3 separate regions of the Mus musculus genome follow, and all the other regions are linked to region 1. Evidence: chromatin contacts called from public Hi-C and HiChIP or PLAC-seq data. All regions are on one chromosome and are shown on one strand. Each heading gives the region's core, a stretch centred on a gene start, on an enhancer-like site or on the middle of the called end of the contact. The rest is flanking DNA. Distances are from core to core; before and after follow the strand shown.

The links. Hi-C and Micro-C count contacts between places; a contact is called where the count stands out from the background. HiChIP or PLAC-seq counts read pairs in DNA pulled down with a chosen protein or histone mark.
Region 2: a contact with region 1 is called in an H3K27ac HiChIP or PLAC-seq map of the NIH/3T3 cell line, with 4 times the contacts expected there. The contact joins two enhancer-like sites. A contact is called at or near these places in 1 of 115 datasets of contacts at active chromatin or transcription factors (the NIH/3T3 cell line) and 1 of 9 other capture datasets (embryonic stem cells).
Region 3: a contact with region 1 is called in a Hi-C map of adipose-derived mesenchymal stem cells, with 2.0 times the contacts expected there. The contact joins two enhancer-like sites.

Annotation. Positions count from the first base shown.
Region 1 is chr11:112,469,240-112,472,694 of GRCm38.p6, forward strand. No RefSeq gene overlaps it. Among named protein-coding and RNA genes, the nearest start is that of BC006965, 240 kb to the right of the region's middle. Within about 2 kb of position 1,347, at least 30 of the 459 cell types and tissues checked have an H3K27ac peak or open chromatin away from gene starts, as enhancers often do. A contact at or near this core is called in the NIH/3T3 cell line and adipose-derived mesenchymal stem cells, where this site is marked.
Region 2 is chr11:113,101,823-113,105,336 of GRCm38.p6, forward strand. The region is part of intron 1 of 2610035D17Rik (RIKEN cDNA 2610035D17 gene); the gene reads right to left. Among named protein-coding and RNA genes, the nearest start is that of Gm39467, 31 kb to the right of the region's middle. Within about 2 kb of position 1,564, at least 64 of the 459 cell types and tissues checked have an H3K27ac peak or open chromatin away from gene starts, as enhancers often do. A contact at or near this core is called in the NIH/3T3 cell line, where this site is marked.
Region 3 is chr11:111,773,467-111,777,165 of GRCm38.p6, forward strand. No RefSeq gene overlaps it. Among named protein-coding and RNA genes, the nearest start is that of Gm30337, 27 kb to the right of the region's middle. Within about 2 kb of position 1,880, at least 7 of the 459 cell types and tissues checked have an H3K27ac peak or open chromatin away from gene starts, as enhancers often do. A contact at or near this core is called in adipose-derived mesenchymal stem cells, where this site is marked.

The DNA.
Region 1 (3,455 bases), core at 97-2,596:
TAAATACTCTCTCCACAGATAGATAGATAGATAGATAGATAGATAGATAGATAGATAGATAGATAGATGAGGGTTGTCTGTCTATCTGTCTCTCTCTCTCTCTGTGTGTGTGTGTGTGTGTGTGTGTGTGTGTGTGTGTGTGTGTGTGTAATTCTATAGGTAGTCAATAAAAACAAAAACATCTTTGTTAATATCAGTCTAGGACTGGCATTGTCTAAACACAGCACTGTATAGAAACAGAATGTGAGGTTCCCCCAAATAATTTACACATATTTAATAATCTATCTTGACGGAACACTTCTTTCACCATTGAAAAATTCTTACCCCACCTTCAGTAACAAAGTTTCAATGATAAAAACAAGTGTATTTTTGAAAATAATCACAAGCAGACTGCTCAAAGACTCCAGGGTCAAATTTCAGGGAAATAAACTGGTATGAATTATCAGATTAGCTATTTTTTTCTCCTATCATCCACATTAGCATTGATTAAAATGGCCTACATAGCTCCCATGTTTTCTTATAGAAGTTGGAGAAGAACAATCGTCCAAAAACTCATGTTCTAGAAATTACAGTTGCTAAATTGTGTCAGGAAGTATGCTATTGACACCTTGGAATAGAAATTACTGATAAGAAATTGCCTATATGCCTGTGGGTATATCTGTGGGGGATTACTGTGAACATTAATTGATATGACATGATGCGATCCATTGTGGGACGCATCATTCCTGAATAAAGAGATAGGAGAATACCTGAACTCACTAGCCAGCTAGTCTAGCCAAACTCTGAACTCTGGGTTCAGTAAGATACCTTGTCTGAACAAATCAGGTAAATAAGTGGTTGAGGAAGACACTTAATTTGACCACTGGCCTGTGCATGCACACAAGTGTACACACACACACACACACACACACACACACACACACACACACACACACTATACTTAAACACAACATTTTTAAGGATGATGAAATAATATTATACCCATTTTGCAGATAGCAAAACTAAGATCTAGATTTTCTGTCCTTAGGCCTGTCCAGTAAATTCTGGAAGCAAGACTGGAATCAGCAATCTGACAGAGTTTAAGTTGCTAGCTGCCAAATTCTGAGCCCCCTCACACAGCACCTGGTATGTATTTAAGGCTCAATAAATGGCAGCAGATGTTACTTCTCTCAGTGTTATTATGACACCACCAAGAAGAAGGCGCTGATTTGGAAGCAAAGCACCCATCTGATAAAAAAAAAGCACCAATTTAAAGTAATAAGACTGGCAGAGTTAGAGACAGACAAACTCATCGCCACAGCTGAGCAGTGAGGAGTCCTGCCAAGCAGCCCCTCTGCTTGCTGGAGCTAAAGGAATGAGTCAGGAATGTGAGTCACAGGATGAGTCCTAGGAGGAGACACTCAAGTTGGAAACCTGAAGACTCAGGGAAATGCATGGAGCATTTTCTCTCTCCACGAGCTAAAGTCTTACTTCTCCCATCAGCTCCATAAGACAGAGTCAGGCCCTGGTCCTCCTCCCACAGATGCGGCGACCCACATCCCTAGCATCCCTTTCCAGCCACCAGCTCCTCCTGTGTGTTTCCTGTCTTCTTTTCATCACTGACATGCATTTGTAGATTACCTTCTAAAATGACTTTGTTTTAAATAACATTACAAAGCTGGCTTCTCTCTTCTTGCCAGCCTCTACTAGGGCTTTCTTAGCAGTTCTCTTCCCAAGACCATCTCCCCTCCCCAGTACTACTTCGAAAGTGTGATCACACTCATGATACACACTTAGTTTGTATAATTATTCTTATTCACTTTGAAAATGTCAGACATGTATACAATGTAGCTTGATCATATCCAACTCCAACTTCCTCTTCCCAATTCTCTGACACCCCCAACACTAATACACCCCCTTTCCAACATCAATTCTTCTCTCTCCCTCACCCTCTCTCTGTCCCTCCCTCCCTCTCCCTTGCTTCCTCCCTCCCTCCCTCTCCCTCCTTTCCTCTCCATCTCCCCCTCCCTCTCCATCTCCCCTTCTCCTCCTCCCTCTTCATCTCCCTCTCTTCCTCCCTCTCCCTCTCCCTCTCCCTCTCCCTCTCCCTCTTCCTCTCCCTCTCCCCTTCCCCTCCCTCTCCCCTTCCCCCTTCTCCTCTTACTCTCCTCATAACCTTCTATGCCCGTTTAATGCTACCTTCTTGGATAGTCTCTGGTGGTGTTGGCTTGATTTCAAGCAGGTTTTGTGAGATAGCTGTAAGTACAGTGAATTCCGGGTGAGCATCAGCCACATCTTGTGACCTTCTGACAGCATTTCACAGTGCCCCTCCCTGCTCTCCAGTCCTAACAGTCTTACTCCTTTCTCTGCAATGCTCGGTTTGCAGAACTGAAGAACCACAAACAGAAGAGGAACATTCTTCTAGATGGTTCAGTCAGTGCGTAATGCACTTGGCTTATTGATGTAAGACACAATCTACAAAATCTGTGTATAAAAGTACCTATTATGGTGGCCCACATTCATAATTCCAGCACTAAGGAAACAGAGACAGGCAGATTCCCTAGGCCTGCTGGTCAGTCAACTTAGCCTACTTGATGAGCTCCAGGTCAGTGAGAGACCCTGTCTCAAAAATCAAGGTGGAATCTCGGGAGATCGCTGGATGAATACAGTGGTTTCTGTCCAAGCACCTGACTTGGAATTCCTAACACCTATACAAAAGCCAGGCACAATGGTGTGTCTGTAACCTCAATTCTAGGGGTCGGAGACACATGGATTTTGGGAGGGCTTGCTGGCCAGCTGGCTTTGCAAAATCAATGTGCTCTAGGTTCAGTGGGGAACCACATCTCAAAAAGTAAAGTGGAGAGAGCTACGTTGTACCTATTATCAACCTCTGTTCTCCACATAGGCTGTGCTTCATGGCACGTGCATATGCACCATGTACTGATGTGTACACTGGTGCATACATCTTTCAACACGGGCCAAGCTTATTCGTGATATCATTTTACAATATGTGAATATATTTTGTGTTCTGGGATGAGTGTCCTAGTAGGAAAAATTAATGAAGTTTTTGTTTTGTTTTGTTTTGTTTTTTGTTTTGGGTTGTTTTTTTTTTTTTAAATAGTTCTTTAAAAGAAAATCCCCCATGGGAAGCAGTTAGGAGAAGGCTCTGTATTTTGCAAAGAACTGTGTTCCAGATGGATGCGGATAACTTTGCTTTGGTAGTTTTCTGCTACGTGGACTCTTAGCCCTGTTACACTAGGCTTCCCAGTCTCACTGGATGACCTCCTTAGCTAGACAGCCATTTCCTCCTTAGCTGCCTCCTACAAAACATCACACCCTGGCCTCCATCCTCAGCCCAGTGCCAGGCCCATCATTGGGGAAGACACCGCACTTCCGAACAAGGTACATTCCAGGACTTCTGTTCTCTTGCTTCCTTTTTAATCTCTTCCTCTGACCACTGATCAACCAATAACAAA
Region 2 (3,514 bases), core at 314-2,813, 630 kb after region 1:
CTGACGCTAGGAGCCCTCTTATAGAGCAAGAGGAAATGACGACTTCATCTCTTCTAGGAGGAACCTCACAGTGCCCTGGGGAACTATCCACACAGACCCACACTACAGACAGATGGACTTCCCGAGATGACAGTGGACAAACAGGAACTCTAATGGTGGTTTGTCATTTTCAGGAAGGTTTGTTTTCCTTAAATAAGCATCGTGCTCAATGTATGCAGCGACAGCCAATGTGATCTCCCCAGCCAAGCCATGTCCCCAATCCACATACCACATTGGCCACCCTTATCCCTGCCCCGTCTTTTCACCTAATTGTTCCTGGTGTGGACTCTGTATTTGTCTTATTTTTGCCTTGGTTATCTATGGAGATGAAATATTTTAGATGTTTGTGGGTCCTGACTAAACCAGGAAATTGGGGACAGCCAGAAAGTTGTCTCTTATTGAGAGCATTGCAGGTGGGGAAAAACATACCATTTTCAAAGAGAGCCAGGTGTGTGTGAGCACACATCTGGCGTACCGGAACTTTGGGAGGCTGGGGCAGGAGGAGCTGAAGTTTGAGACTACTATAGGCTATACGGCAAGTGTAAAGCTAGCCCGACGTACATGATGAGAACCCTCCCCTCCCCATCTCAAAGAAACAAAGGGTCAGGTTATAGTTCATGGGTACAGTGGCTGTCAAGCATGTCCAACACTAGCAAGCAAAAAAAAAATTAAAAGTCTTGTATGCACAGAAGAAAGGCTTAATGACTTTGGGATGGTTAATGGGGAGAAAGAAAGCTGTGTGCAGTGGTCGGGTTGGCTCTGCACGCTCATACTGCTGAAGAGCTCTCTCCCTTGCCTTGTGTGTTACTCATGAAGCAAGGGAGCCTAAGGAGCCAGTGAAACAGGCAAAAGTTCTCAGAGCCCTGAGACTGATGCCTGGGAGAGACTCAGCAGGCTGCATCGGGCTGGCCTTACCCCTCTGAAGTCAACTATAGATGGCCAGCCCACCTGACCATGTGACACGTGGGCACATGCCAGATGAACAGGAACTGTAGCCACACACAGAACGTCTCATGAAAATTGCGTGTCTGAGCCATGACTGGAAGGAAGATCATTGAGAAAAAATGTATGGATTGGCAGCCTATTCATCACAATGTTCCCTTCTTCCCATGGTTGAGCTCATGAGAATTCTTGCTGTCCTGGGTGGAACCAGAGGCAGGAGCTAGACAGACAGATGCACACACGCATGCACATATGCACACAACATAGACAAACCCTTGTGTGCACACATGACCTTTCATGTGCTCAGGACATATACATTTATATATGCATACCACACACACACACACATACACCACATAAGGAGAAAATCCATCACCTTTGATTTGCCTGTCTCATCCTGAGAAGCTTGGGTGTAACCCCTGGGAACGAGCTCTGAGGCCACACGTGGATGAAACTCCTTGCCCGGTGACAATGACGTCATGTCTCCTGGGCATTGGCTCCCTTGGGAATGTGTGAGTGGGTCCCCTGGGGCAGAGAGCAACTGCTCCAGGGGTGATTCATAAGTGCTGCTCCCAACCCTGTACAGTCCTCAGCCTCTCTGTGGAGCTCACATCCAAGGCTGCTGTGTGCTGTAGACCTTCCCAGTCATTGCTCTAAGCAGAGCATTTGGTGGGCAGGAGTGGACACTTGGGGCCACCTTGTCTCCATCCCTGCCCCTCTCTTCTGTCACACTCCCCACCCCCAAAAAAACTGGGAGAACAGATCGAGGTGGGGGTGACTGAGGCAAGAAAAATGTTCCCTCTGTTGAAACCCATGAATCACCGCTCACTCGCTCGGGTGGCCTCCTTTAAATCAGAATGACACCTGTGCTTACTCCTACACCCCAGCCCTCAGCGCTGCTGCTCCGGGAGGGTCTTGGCTACCTTACCTCCTCTCTATGACAAAACACAACGAGGCAGAGTACCAGCCAACACGTGCAACCACAAGGCCAAACTCCTACTTCCCATGCATGGCTGTGTCTATACAGGTATCCCTCTGGTAGGGAGGGGGAGGGGTGGGGATCAAAGACTGTACCTCCCCCACCCACTACTGTTCAAACATCCCAGTGGGATCCCTGCTCCAGGAACCTATATGATGCCAGGAGTAAAATATGGGATTTCTAAGAAAACGCATTAGCATCATTGTAAGAGCTCTCCAGTTGAATGCTCTGTCCAAGATTCTATCAAAAGAAAAATAACAGAGGGGGCAGGGAGACCACTCAGTGGGCAAAGAGCACTTGGTACACAAGCATGAAGACCTCTGGTTGAATCGCAGCGCTCACATAAAAAGCTAGGTGGACATGGCTGCGCATGCGCCTTTAACCTCAGGGCTGGCCGTGGAGGATCCCTGGGGGTTGCTGGCTGCCAGTCTGGCTATAGATTCATTGAGAACCCCTGTCTCAAGAAATAAGGCAGAGAGTAATGGAACAGGACACCTGATGTCCTTTCTCTCGCTTCTTGAAGGGAGGGGGATTTTTTCCCCCTTTTAATTTAGAAGGTGAAACTAATTGTCAGTTCAGCCAAACAGGTTGCAGGTTGGTTCTGGCCCTGAAGCCTGTTTGACAACCACTGATCAAGAATCCAATATCTAAAAGGAATCTCTCTGAGAGTTTTCGTTTGAAAGGAATATAACCATCCCCATAATAACGCGTCGGTATATGAACAGATACAACTCTGGAAAACTTGGCATTCTCAGATCAACACGGGAGAGAAGCAAATATTATTGTCCCTGACTTCACAGACCTGAGACTTACGAGACGACCGTGGGTTTGCCAACTTCCCATAGGAAAGACTTAAAGCAAGCGAGTCTGACTTTGGAGACACAAGGCCATGGACATACATCACCCTTATTGGGGTATCAAGGAGAAGTGGGTGGCGAGGAGGGTTCTGAGAAGCCACCATCACTGTGCTTTGTGGAGTAATTTGGAGAACCCTCCCATCAGAAGAGCCCCCACTCCCACCTCCTGTGGCAGTTCCTCCCCCAAACATTTGATTCCATGGCTCCAGGGCCCTCCCAGGAGGGACTGGCTACTATCTGTGAAGTGACACTCTATGTGGTGAGCCATGAAACTGAGGTCAAGGGGGAAGTAAGCGCAGAGGCACGTGTGAGCCCGAGACTGCTGGTTTTAACTCCAAGGGATGGATGGGCCCACTGCCCAGAGAGGTTCTCACCCAGCTTCCTCACTAGGGCTCTGTCTCATGTGTTCCCATCACACCGACCCTTGGCCTTCCGATAGTGCATTTCTGTCCTTCCTCAGCCTCCACTATCCAGGCTAGATACAAACTGGCCCCCATATTGGGTGTCCCTCCTGCTGCCACCCAGACAGGATTCCACTCAAAACGGGGGCCCCAGGGAAGAGAAATGGGCGGTGGCTTTTGGTTTTAGGCCCACTGCCTGATTTCCTTTCCAAACCCTGGGCACCGAGGCACCTCTGGGCAGAAGATCACCCTGCCTGGCTGCCTCCAGCCCTGCCACGCCCAGAGGAAAGCTGTGG
Region 3 (3,699 bases), core at 630-3,129, 700 kb before region 1:
CTCAATTAGTGATCAAGGGGGAAAGGCCCCTTGTGGGTGGTACCATCTCTGGGCTGGTAGTTTTGGTTCTATAAGAGAGCAGGCTGAGCAAGCCAGGGGAGGCAAGCTAGTAAGGAACATCCCTCCATGGCCTCTGCATCGGCTCCTACTTTCTGACCTGCTTGAGTTCCAGTCCTGACTTCCTTGGTGATGAACAGCAGTATGGAAGTGTAAGCTGAATAAACCCTTTCCTCCCCAACTTGCTTCTTGGTCATGATGTTTGTGCAGGAATAGAAACCCTGACTAAGACCAATACCAATGTATCACCTTTATACTATTTTATTTACAAATAACTTTTATCTGTTTGGTAATGTTGGCAGCCACTTCTATTTCATATCTTCTTAAAATTATCCAAAGTCATTCTTGGAGTTTAAAAGAGGTATATAATTGTACAATCTCTTTTTTCTCCATTATAAAGCATTTTGACTCCCTTGTTACTGGGGTGCCATCCATCTATAGTATACACACTCTTGTTAACAGGTTTGTTTGGTGTTTTCTTATTGTTACTGTTGTTTTGACTATTGTTGTTGTTGTCCAAAATCACAAAATTCCAATGATACTACAACCAGAAAAATCACTCTTAAAGTGAAACCTGTGGGCAATCAGAAACAGCACTGATTCTCTTTTATATGTGCACATTTTGAGTTCTGGTTCCACGAAATAGGGTTTTGCAATGACAGAAAAGGTCCAGGCCTAGAAGGGAGGAATCTCAGATTTCTGGTTCTGAGAGGCACTGTGGATCACAGAGATTATGATGGCTATATATAGTTTCGAACTGCATCTGTATTTTCTCCTTAGTGACAATAACTGAGTGCCTTTCTTCCTATTGTTTATTGCTGTCTTTTAACCACAGGCCCTGAAAACATCAGTAGGCCAGTGTGTGTGTGTGTGTGTGTGTGTGTGTGTGTGTGTGTGTGTGTGTGAGTGTGTGTGTTTGAGATATACCTTATCTTTTAAACACACTGCATTTTAGAGAAAGGTTCTCCCTCTGGGTCAAGAGTTCACTGGCTGATAAGAAAACCTCAAGAGTCCTCCAGCCTCTATCTTCTTAACCCTGAAATTACAAGCACACACCATCATGCCTGATTTTTTTTCTTTTTTTACAAAAGTTTTGTGGATTGACACTTGAATCTCCATGCTTGCTCAAGGCAGCAAGAATTTCTTTAAGCATCTCGTCCCCAGACTCCTGATGTTTTTGGTATAAATTTTTCTGAAGCTCTTCAGCACACATCAGGATATTATTCCCTTTCACATAGTAATCATAAATTGTTAAGGATTTTTATGTGTTTATTATCTTTGCCAATGTTCATTACTTTCTAAATGATGGAGAATTTCTGTAGAGTAGACATATGTGTCTCCTTTATGCATGGTTGTAGCTCCAGATATCTGCTTCATGCTTTAACTATGTCATTTAATAGTGCCTTCAATAATCTGCACGGCCAGGGTTAAGTGCAGAATATAGAGTGGATCAGTCAAAGAATGCAGTAAAGAATGTTTTCTGGAACTTCAATAGTTCCCAAAGCAGTCAGGAGAAACCTCAACCTACGTCAGACTCTAATATTTATTAGGAACATAACCCTGATGTGGTCACTTTCACTTGGTTGCTGTTCAAGTGCAGTGGACCAAGATTGGAAATGACTAAATTTCATTCACATGGCTAGTCATGAAGGTGAAAAAGGAAATCAGAACCCTGGAGATAAAAGAATGGAAGCATGGAAATATTTCAGGACCCATTGTTTGATTTTTATCCCCTTACTAAGAAGTGAACCTGGGCCTGTGAGATCATTCAGTAGCCTCAGCAGGGAGTGATGCTTGCCCCCAAGCCTAAAAAACGAATTCAATCCCAAAGACCCCCATAGTAGAAAGAGAAGACTAACTCAAGAAAGTTGTCCTCTGACTACCACGTATGTGCAGGTATACACACATATTTGTTGTGGACACATAGTTGTCCTCTGACTGCTTATATGTGCAGGCATGTGCACACATATGGATAAATAAGCATAACAAAGTATGTTTACAGTGAATGCATTGCTGACTATGTTTCAAATAGATATTTAGATTATGCGACTATGATGAGGAAATAACATACATCAAAAATTATTTACTTACTAACTCTCAGGGAACTTGAGACTCTGTCACATAGTTGTAGCAATCACATCCCATTTTTTTTTTTATCAAATCTACATAAACTCAATAAAACTACCTTTGCATACTGAACAGATGTGGCATGTGACACAACATTCTTAAATGATTCAACCAACAGAAGGAACAACCCGGGAATAGGCCCTTGGAAGGAGCCTTAAAAGGCCAGAAGGTTGTCATTAATAGTGTGACAGGGCTGTGCATGAAGGAAGTGCACCTCGAACTATGTTCTTCCAGAAGGATTGCATTCCTGGGTAAGATGAGTGACTGCTAACACCAACTCAACACCAGCACTGTCATATCAAGCGTTCCAGAGCTCATTCATTCTCTCGGTTAGAAGCATGTTCTCTCAGCTAAACACAGCCACAGGGATCCTTCTGTATAAGGAAATCACAGTAATGTGCAACCAGGAGGTAAAAGTAAACACACCAAACAAAAACCAATCCAAACCAAACCAAACCAACCAACCAACCAACAAAAGGAATATTGGTTTACTGCTCTATAGAAAGATTTGGTTTGATTTTCCCAATAGTTTGTATAATTATGATTATATTTACATTATATATCCATTGCACAGACACACATATATATATACACATACATATATACATATATATGTGTATATATGCATATATGCGTGTATATATACATAAATGTATATATACACATAAATGTGTATATATATGTATATGATGTATATAAATGTGTGTATACATATATATGTATATGTGTATATGTATATATGTGTGTATGTGTGTATATATATATATATATATATATATATATATATATATATATATGCCTTGTGTCCTACCTATGTACCCATTTCCCGCACTCCTTGTCTCTGTGTACCATTACAGAGTCACATTTCTTTATATTTATTTGTATATTTTATTTATATGAGTACATTGTAGCTGTCTTCAGACACACCAGACTAGGACATCGGATCCCATTACAGATGGTTGTGAGCCACCATGCAGCTGCTAGGAATTGAACTCAGGACCTCTGGAAGAGCATTCAGTGCTCTTACTGGCTGAGCCATTTCTCCGGCCCCAGAGTCACACTTCTATTTTCATGTCATATATGCAATTAAAGGTTTTATGTATCTGTACAAAAATCTATGAACCGTAAGTAAAAGAAAACACAATATTCATCTTTCTGAGATTGATTGAATTTATTTAATATGAGCATCTCCAATTGGATCCATAACTTTGTACTTCATTCTGGCTAAAAAACGAAACTCTGTTGTTTGTAACCCACATTTTCTTTATTCATTCCTCTGTTGATGCTTGGTTCCACACCATAGCTGTTATAAATAGAGACACCTTAAACATGGATATACACGTGTTTCTTATATACTGGAGACCTTTGGATGTATAAGGAGCAGTAGTAAAACAAGACTAATATGCTAGATCTATGTTCAGTTTTTTGAGCAAGCTCCATATTGACTTCTGTAGAGGGTGGTTCCATCTGCATTATAACCTCACAGCATAAGGTAACTCCTGTCCACAGCTTATC